Regions from separate parts of the Mus musculus genome. Here regions 1 and 2 are each linked to region 3. Evidence: chromatin contacts called from public promoter capture Hi-C data. All regions are on one chromosome and are shown on one strand. Each heading gives the region's core, a stretch centred on a gene start, on an enhancer-like site or on the middle of the called end of the contact. The rest is flanking DNA. Distances are from core to core; before and after follow the strand shown. Region 1 holds the start of Pdf (peptide deformylase (mitochondrial)). Region 2 holds the start of Wwox (WW domain-containing oxidoreductase). Region 3 holds the start of Cmtr2 (cap methyltransferase 2).

What was found. Promoter capture Hi-C pulls out the DNA fragments that hold promoters and counts their contacts.
Region 1: a promoter capture Hi-C map of pre-B cells shows a contact between it and region 3, with 6 times the contacts expected there. The contact joins the promoter of Pdf here to the promoter of Cmtr2 in region 3. A contact is called at or near these places in 2 of 39 promoter capture datasets (liver and pre-B cells).
Region 2: a contact with region 3 is called in a promoter capture Hi-C map of pre-B cells, with 4 times the contacts expected there. The contact joins the promoter of Wwox here to the promoter of Cmtr2 in region 3. A contact is called at or near these places in 2 of 39 promoter capture datasets (the C10 cell line and pre-B cells) and 2 of 484 Hi-C or Micro-C datasets (CD4 T cells and pre-B cells).

The regions. Positions count from the first base shown.
Region 1 is chr8:107,046,904-107,050,013 of GRCm38.p6, reverse strand. Pdf (peptide deformylase (mitochondrial)) reads left to right here and starts at 1,400. Exons shown (of 2, transcript NM_026513.2): 1 at 1,400-1,953; 2 at 2,743-3,110. The coding sequence starts at 1,416. The coding sequence ends at 2,900. Cog8 (component of oligomeric golgi complex 8) reads left to right here. Exons shown (of 5, transcript NM_139229.4): 5 at 884-1,305. The coding sequence ends at 1,206.
Region 2 is chr8:114,438,049-114,440,915 of GRCm38.p6, reverse strand. Wwox (WW domain-containing oxidoreductase) reads right to left here and starts at 1,264. Exons shown (of 9, transcript NM_019573.3): 1 at 1,038-1,264. The coding sequence starts at 1,144.
Region 3 is chr8:110,216,337-110,219,463 of GRCm38.p6, reverse strand. Cmtr2 (cap methyltransferase 2) reads right to left here and starts at 1,504. Exons shown (of 2, transcript NM_146215.4): 1 at 1,378-1,504.

The DNA of each region.
Region 1 (3,110 bases), core at 151-2,650, 3.2 Mb after region 3:
CTCTGCCTCCCAAGAGCTAGGATAAAAGGAAAGATTTTTTAAAAAATTTGTTTGTTTGTTTGGTTGGTTTTTTGATATGGGATTTCTCTTCAGGGGTTCCTCTGTGAAACTCTGGCTGTCCTGGAACTCTGTAAATCTCCTGAGTGCTGGGATTAAAGGTGTTCTTCACCACAGCCTGGCTTTTATCATTGTTGTTTTCGTTTTGTCTTTTTAAAGATTTTATGTGAGTGCTCTATCTGAATGCACACCTGCGTGTATGTCAGAAGAGGGCGTCAGATCCCATTACAGATGGTTGTGAGCCACGTTGTTGGGGATTGAACTCAGGACCTCTGGAAGAGTACTTAACCACTGAGCCATGTCTGTAGCCCTTGTTTTTGGTTTGACACTAGACAGGATCTCAGTATATAGCACTGGCTACCCTGGAACTAACTTGGTATACCCAACTGGCCTTGAACTCAGAGATCCTCCTGCCTCTGCCTCCCAAATAGCTGGGATCTGTGCCTGGACTCCAGTATTTACTGAGTGTCTCCTGGCTCAGGCTCCATCCACCCTTACAATGGGGCTCCAATATAACTAACTGTCCTTTTGTATTACAGAGATGCCCTTAGCCTGGCACAACTTTAATACCAGCATTTGGGAGGCAGAGGCAGGACGATCTCTGTGAGATAAGAGACCAGCCTGGTCTATAGAGTTCCAGCATAGCCAGGTCTCAAAAAAACAAAAAACCCAAAAAGATGTTCTTGTTGTATTGAAATATGTAATTGTGTTAAATCTTTTCTCTGAGTGTCCCCTCCCCTGCCCCACACCATCCCTGAGATCTCTGCATTGAATTTAATAACTTTTTTTTTCTTTTTCATTTCTTTTTCCCTACCATCTGGGTCAGGCATTTCACCCACCCAGCTCTCTAAGCACGGAAACCTTGGACACGTGAACATCAGCGCCATCCAGGAACCTCTCGCCTTTATTTTGCCTAAGAGAGAAACAGTTTTCTGTTTAGATGAGCAGGAGCTGGGGCCGGACCTCGTGGCCCCAGCTCCAGAGCTCCCTGCGGAGCAGCGGAGCATGGAGCCTGTAACAGAGAAGAGGGAACCAGGGGAGCCGCTGCCTCAGGAGCCCATGGAGGGGGAGCCGCTGCCAGCCGAGCCACCGAGTGAGGGAGGAGCCATAGGCAGTGTCCCCTGCCCGCAGCCTGGGGAGCAGCCCTGAGGGTACGCGCTTCTGCAGCGGGAAGGTGTGTGCAGTTGCTTTGCCCAGGATAGCGCGGGCCCTGTGGTATTTGCAGCTTTAATAAAACCGACAACTGTCGCCACTCGCCTGCTGTTCCCGACGATGGGCGTCCGGAAGTTACACGGGAACTACGCTTCCCGGCGTCTTTGGCGCTAGCGGAAGGAAGGGCCGCGGCGTCTCCCCGCGCCATGTTGCTGCTGGGCAGGCTGCCGCGGCCGGCGTGGGTTCCGGGGAGCCGGGCGCAGAGGTGCAGCTCCTTGGCCGCCTTGGAGGGCCCGGCGCGCACGCGCTCCTACTGGCGGTACCTCAGGCGCCTTGTATGTGGCGCGCCGCAGCCGCCATACGCGCACGTGTGCCAGGTCGGGGACCCGGTGCTGCGCGTCGTGGCGGCCCCGGTGGAACCCGAGCAGCTAGCGGGGCCGGAGCTGCAGCGGCTGGTGGGGCGGATGGTGCAGGTAATGCGACGGCGTGGCTGTGTGGGCCTTAGTGCGCCGCAGCTCGGGGTGCCGCTGCAAGTGTTGGCGCTCGAGTTCCCGGACAAGCTCCTCCGAGCCTTCTCACCGCGCCTGCGCGAACTGCGTCAGATGGAACCCTTCCCACTTCGGGTGCTGGTGAACCCCAGTCTGAGAGTGTTGGACAGCCGCTTGGTCACCTTCCCCGAGGGCTGCGAGAGTGTCGCCGGCTTTCTGGCGTGTGTGCCTCGCTTCCAAGCCGTGCAGATCTCAGGTGCAGGGGACGTGGGCAGCGGGGTGGTCTTGCTCTCTCTGGCTAGAGACAGTGCAGACACAGCGGCACTCGGGAGCCAACTGAACTCCTGAAGAGCAGGTCAGGCCCGCCTAGATGGGTTGCAGGGTGATTCCTTAGATATGGAGCCTGTCTTTCCCCTTTCTCATGAGTAGGTATATAGATTCCCATGTAAGTGTGTCTGTATTGCACACACGATTTTCCCAGTTTATCGTGGTGGGGCTTGTGTAAGAAAGTGGGACCCAGATTTACCCAGACTAGGGCAACAAACCATTCCATGCTTCACATTCACATTGTTTTATGTAATATGGTTATTTGCTACAGTGCCAAGCTGAAATACCTTTCTTTTGGGGGGGGGGGGTCGAGACAGGGTTTCTCTGTATAGCCCTGGCTGTCCTGGAACTCACTTTGTAGACCTCGAACTCAGAAATCCGCCTGCCTCTACCTCCTGAGTGCTGGGATTAAAAGGTGTGTGCCACCATGCCTGGCATGAAATACCTTTGATAAACAGCCCTTGAAAAGAGTTTTGATTTCTTATCCTTGCCCTGTAGTAGTGCTGGGAATCACGCTGAGTAAAAAGTCGGCACTGGACAAAATTGGGGTACCCTTTCTAGGAGGGATAAGAGCTGTTATCCACATTCACTCTTGGATGCTGCCTCTGTAGATAGGATATAAATAGGCATGGCCAGGGCAGGAAACAAAGTAGGGACAGGAGGTTGGGCATGAGTTCAGCAAAGCCTCACCTCATCGAGCCTGTAACTTCCTTTGCAGGACTGGACCCAAAAGGAGAGCCAGTGGTGTGGTCGGCAAGTGGTTGGACAGCTCGAATCATCCAGCATGAGATGGATCACTTGCAGGGCTGCTTGTTCATCGACAAAATGGACAGTGGGACATTTACCAATCTCCACTGGATGGAGGTGAATGACTAACACTCTCCTTGAATTGAGGATCTGGAAATCCAGCATGCAGACTAAGATGGTCACATCTGTGCTTCAGCTTGGAATTGGTTCCAGTCCGACAGTAGACAGTGTGTGCTGGTCTGAGATGAAGATGATAGAAATGCTTGCCCTGAAATCAGATCTGACAGAATACGATTACAGCAGGACTACAAATGTACCATTAAAGGAGTGGCTATTTCC
Region 2 (2,867 bases), core at 15-2,514, 4.2 Mb before region 3:
CGAGACCACATCAGGACACGTTACCCAACAGATGTGGGTTGACCAACCCTTATCTTTTCTTCAAACTGACCAACTCTTAAATTAGGGAATGAAAACTCCTCAATGACTTAAAACCAAAGCCCTCAAGAAGAGGCTGCAATTTTTTCGGCTCCAGAGTTCCCTTTGGCTTTGCAGTTGTTTTCTCCATGTGTGTCTGCCCTGTGAACACGAGTCCTCCCCTACAGAGTGCCTTTCAGCCTGCTGACTGTGCCTGCTGCTGTCGGAGGTGTTGGAGACTTCTCCACTGCTACCTGCTACATTGCGAATTTCCCGCTTTTTCATTCTTTGACTGGCAGAGCCTGATCAAGACTGTATGAAAACCTAGCATTTTGTCCATTAAGTATCTATTTCTTAAAAATGAACAGAGGTCCCCAAGCATAGAGTCAGCTGCAGTAGCTCCCCCTATGGGAGCTACTATCCCCTATCACGCCTATGCAATTTTGCCACAGATACAGTCCAAGTAACAGAAAACGCCTGCGGGGCAACCTACTAGCCTCTCCACTGAGTGCCTTGTGCACAGCACAGATTCATTCTTGTGTCTGCTCATTTCAGAGATGAGGAGAACAGAAAAGTCAGGGGCTTGCTTTCAGTGGCCCAAGGTCACGGTTAGCAACAGGGAAAGGCTCTGTGGAGGTTTCCAAGACTTCCCTGGGAAACCACTGCGAGCCATCCAGGACATCTGCTTAAAAATACAGATTGCTGGGCCTCCAGATCAGGTCCCCATGGCAGGAGCTTGGCTTTGAAGTTTTCTCTATTTCCTCTTTAGAGGAGTAAGACCTAGGCGCCACCACCGCACGGTGCAGTGCCACCTAGTGAGCGGCAGGGGGCGTGCGGCGGGTGGCCAGGTGACGGGACCTTGACCCAGATCCCCTAATAACGGGGGACAGCCTGGGACAGGTGGCTGGCATTTCGGATGCGCATGCCCGCCTGGCAGGGCAGCGCAGGGTCCAGGCCTCGCAGGACACGGCTCCCAGGAACGCCGCTCCAAGGCCGCTTACTTGGCGTAGTACACCCAGCCGTCCTTGGTGGTTCTCTCCTCCCAGCCCGGAGGCAGCTCATCCTCACTGTCCGTGTCGTCCAGGCCCGCATAGCGCAGAGCTGCCATGCTGGAGACAGAAGTAGCCGCCTGCTCTCCTCAGCAACTCACTCTGGCTTCAACCGCGCCGCGCGCGTCCGGGAGGGGACCAGACCGCTCGCGCCTGCGCACTGCTCGCCCAGCCGGTCCGCGGCTGTAATCCAGTTTCCGGGTTTTGCAGCTACTGGCGGGAAAGGGGGCGGAGCCTGAGAAGAGCACGGGAGGGAACGCGGAAGAGATGGAACGGCCGTGGGGGGTGGAAGGAAAAGCAGGAACGGCTCAGAAACTGGAATAAGCTTCCTCAGCCTCCTGGAAGGGGCGTGCTTACCCAGTCATCATGCAGGACTCTGCACGTTGCTGGGCGACCCGAAGGCACTTCCTTATTGTTTTACCCAATCCTGAATGAGTCCCAGCAGTGAAGTATCCTGGGAAATGTAGTCCAAGCTCAACTGGACTATAAAGGGGGGGCGGGGAGGGGGGAAAGGTTCTGATGAGATTATTCTGAGCTCCAGTTTCGTCCCATGCCCTGCAGGTGTACAACCTTTTGACACTACGACATGATACTGTGACATGGTCATTTCCAAAATTTACACTAGAGAAGCCCTCAATCGAATATCCAAATAGGAAAAAGAAAAGAAAAATCTCACAATGCTTAAAGTTTAGGATTTTTGTGTTGGGCAGCATTTATTAGTATCCCGGGCCACGTGTTGCCACGAGCCTCAGGTTGGACACACCTGCGAGAGTAAATGTCCTGACTTGATACTATCCAGGTATTTTTCCATTCACAATCTGTGTTGTTTATGTAAATATGCCATTTAAAAAAAAAAAACCTACACTTGGAGAACTAAGTGACTCCAGAATTTGGGAGGGTAAGTCAAAACGATCACAAGTTCACAAGTTCGAGGCCAGCCTATGCTATAAAGGGAGCCAAAAATCGAGAACATGCAAATTCTCATGCCTCCAGATTCTCTATTAAGAGAGAATGGTCTTCCAACCATAACTTGGTTCTCTTGTTCATAGGCGGCACCTGATTACAAACTTGCAAAGCAGACTTTTAAAGCACCTGAAAAAAAAATCCTGGTTATAAATATCCTAGACCCACAATGTGAAGCCTACCTTCACAACAGCACTTAGTCCCTTCCCCTATTTGTTTATCATTTCTGGCTCCTGGAAGTTTAGCTTTGACTTTGATCTAACAAGGATCTATCTGCATGTAAACCCAGGCAAAGAAGATTTTTCAGGAGCTTGAATACGTGTGAGACAAAGCCAACACCCACAAAGTCATACCCTAAGGAGATTTTATGACCATCTTGTTTCTGTAAAAACATCTGCGCCACAGTAGTTATGAAATGAGGATTTTTTAACTATCCAAGCTTGTGCTTCCGAAGCTGCACGCCAGGTGGCGCTATCAGCCTGCAGTTCAAAGCCTTGGTTCCCAGCAAGGAACCTTTGAACCTGTTTTTTGTTTGTTTGTTTGTTTGTTTGTTTGTTTTTAATCGATTGTTTACTTTCTTCTCTAGTAGAAATTTGCAACAACAAGATGCACTCACTTTTGCTGAGTAAAATTTGACACCACTCAAAAGAAACGAAATGTGTGCAAGGGACACGGATTTTAGTAGGCTATTCCTAGAACCCAACTTCTCTAATGTATCAATACCAGGAAGTTGGTTATTTATTTCAACACCTACCCACCCCCAATACCCTGCAGACCTGATTTAACTTAAATCATGAGTCCTTGCTAAATCAAGTTTGC
Region 3 (3,127 bases), core at 255-2,754:
CATCTTGTTTGTCACAACTACTTACGAGTCCCACGTGAGTAGAGATTTACTGTCACAAACAGCAACATCATTTAACAGTTAGAAACTGTATTTAGAAAAGCTCTTAGGGGGAGGCAAAAGCAGGGCATTTCTGCACGCACAAAAACTCTACGTAAGAGCAAACAGAAAATTTACTACAATGAGCTCATCTGTCTTGATCCACGCTGTGCTTACTGGGAACCGCAGCTACATTTAGACCTCCAATACATTCTATTTTGGGGGGAAAAAAAAAGTCTACTTTTAGTCATTAACTTCACATACTAATTAGTGGCTGTGGTTAAGCTGTGAAATCTTACCGAAATTAAGTGGATAATTGCCTTCACTTGCAAACAACTAAAAGGATTCAAACGCTCCAAGGTTCCTGACTGTACTTGAGCCTTGCTGCCAACTCATTCTTAATATTACCGCCCCCTTATCCATTCCACTCCAGCCACACAAGCCTGCTGTTCACTGAAGACCCAGGCCACACCACGTTGGAACACTTTGCTCAATACTAAGAGGCAAGCTCTACCTGGGCTTTACTCCCCCAAGTATCTATCTAGCTAATCCCCTCAGCTCCTCCTGGTATTTGCTGGAAGGCACTTTACTCTGTGAAGCCTATCCTAACACACTTATTTTGAAATTGCATCTCGGGCTCCCCATGGCCCTTACCTCACTTTCTCCCACGGCATTCATGTTTATCACTTATTTCTTTTCCCCTGTGTTCTGTTTGTGACTTGTCGTTCTCAACTTCCTCAAACCAGAATGTAAGCTCCGCACTTCTGCAGGACAGTTATCTTTTATTTTGCTCACTTACATGCCACCCCAAAAGGTTCCAACAGTGGCTGGTGGGCACTTAAGTACACTAACATTAACTGGATAAATGGACGAATATTACACTTAGCCCAAAAGACAAAGCTCTGAACAGAATAATGCATTTCAATTTCACCCTAGCATTTCAATGTACGACTTAAAAACAAAAAAAATTTCAATTAAATGCATAAAATTTTTTTTCAACTAAATGCATGCCGTTTCCAAAGTGCATGTGAGGCTGATGAGTATCAACTGTATTATTTTGCAGGCTCCAAGTGGAAGACAGGAAGCTTCCTGTCCAAAGCCACAAGGAAATGATTATAAAATTTGTAAGTCCAACACCAAAGCCTTTAAGTTCTCAACAGCTGTCAGGTCTAAGTGAGCATAGGGAGTGTTAGCAATGGTCCCGCCAACTTTTCCTAGGAAATAAAAACACTGGGGCATGTGCAGTGCTCACACTGGGTCCTGGGACAGCCACCTCTCAAACACTCATTTGAGCAGCCCCGCCCCTTGCCCGCAGCGAACCGTCCGGGAACTGTCACTCACCGAGAAGCCGGGTCCGCATTCCTTCAGCCCACGCCCACCAGAGCCCCTCGAGCAGGAGCAGAGTAGCACCGCACACGCGGTCCTCACTCTAACGAGCCACCTGCCACTTCCGCTCCCGGGAACAGCTTCCGGGGGTGGCGTCTCCTCTGCGTACTTGGCAACCGGGTCGCGGACAAAGAGGAGGGAGCGCCTGGAAGACCGCCCGGACCTGCGCACGCGCAACTGGAGCCAGATCCTCCTCCAGACCACGCCCCCACCGGCTGCGAGGCTCTGACAGCCACACTGCACAGGCGCCTTCCGGGAGGCCTATCGTCACGCGCATCGACGTCACTCGGGAGGGTGGCAACTCCTGGAGCTGAGCTCTGGTGCGGAGAAACTTGTCCGTCTCAGCGGGTCGCCATGGCAACGGAACTGGGCTTTGGTACCCGAAGGTTTACCCTGGATAGATAGATGCTAGTTCCTAGGAGAGACTGCATTAAAATTGAAGCTCAATGGATAACTTGAGTGCAAAACCAAATTAAAGAAACGGAAGTATCATCACTTGGTGTGTTTACATATTAATAAACCAAGGAAAAAGAAAACCACCCGGTGTAGTGCCACAAGCCTTTGATCCCAGCTCTCATGAGCCAGAGGGAAACAGATCTCTGAGTTCTAAGTCACTCTGGTCTACATAGAGAGTTCCATGTCAGCCAGGGATACCAGAGGATGGACTCTCAGGCCTGGGACTCTCTAGTTAGGTTAGACTGTCCAGCTAGTCACTGGTATCCACCTGTCTCCACCTCCCCAGCTGTGGGGTAGCCACAGCTGCTGTGCGTTTATAAGTGTAACAGCCATCCTTTTTAGAGGAAAGCGCTTCACAGCACTTCCCTCATCCTCTCGCTCTCCCACTCTTTTCACCCACTCTTCTGCACTCCCCTTCCCTGAGCAGGTGTTATGTAGATGGCCTGTCTATGGCTGAGCTGTCAGTCACTTCTCAGAACTTTGACAGAGATGAGGGAAGAGCACCGTATTCAGAAGGCAGTTTGGCAACTTGACCATTTAGAGAAAAAAAAAAAAATCAGTGGACTCTCCCTTAGAGCCCACGATTTGTTAGTTATGGGTTTGGGCCATAACTAATACAAGGCATGAATTCCTCTTGTGGAGCAGGCAAATACCTACTGAATATTTTAGAAAAGCTCCCTTAAGTTCCTTCCTAGTCTTCCACCCTCAAGAAGCAGCTATCACTGTATTTCCCATCACCCTAATTTAGATGATCTGGTCTAGAATTTCACATAATTCAATCATTACACTTTGACTCTTCTCAGCCTCTCCCTGTTCAATTTATTATTTAAAATGTTTTCATCTGTATTGTCTTGTGTCTTTAAAATTTATATTGCAAGGGGTTTGTCATTCTGTGGGTTGACTTTAATCAGTTCTTCTACTGAAGGCTGACTGTTTAGTTTCTAGACTGGTGATATTACGAATGGACCTGTTTGGGGACTTTCTAATATGTTGTTGTAAGCATATGTTTTCATTATTCTTGTGTGACTTAGATGTGGAGGAACTGAGTCATCCAGCAGGCATAGCGACCAAGAGGAGAGAATAATCGCAGCTGCTGTGTGTGTAACTTCTTAAATCTTCCCCAGAGTTCTGAGTGTGTGTAACTTCTTAAGACTTCCCCAGATTTCTGAAGTGTTCCACCGTTTTGTAGTCCTACCCATAATGCAACTTTTTGGCATTGTCTTTTCATTTTAGCCGTTGGAGAGACTCT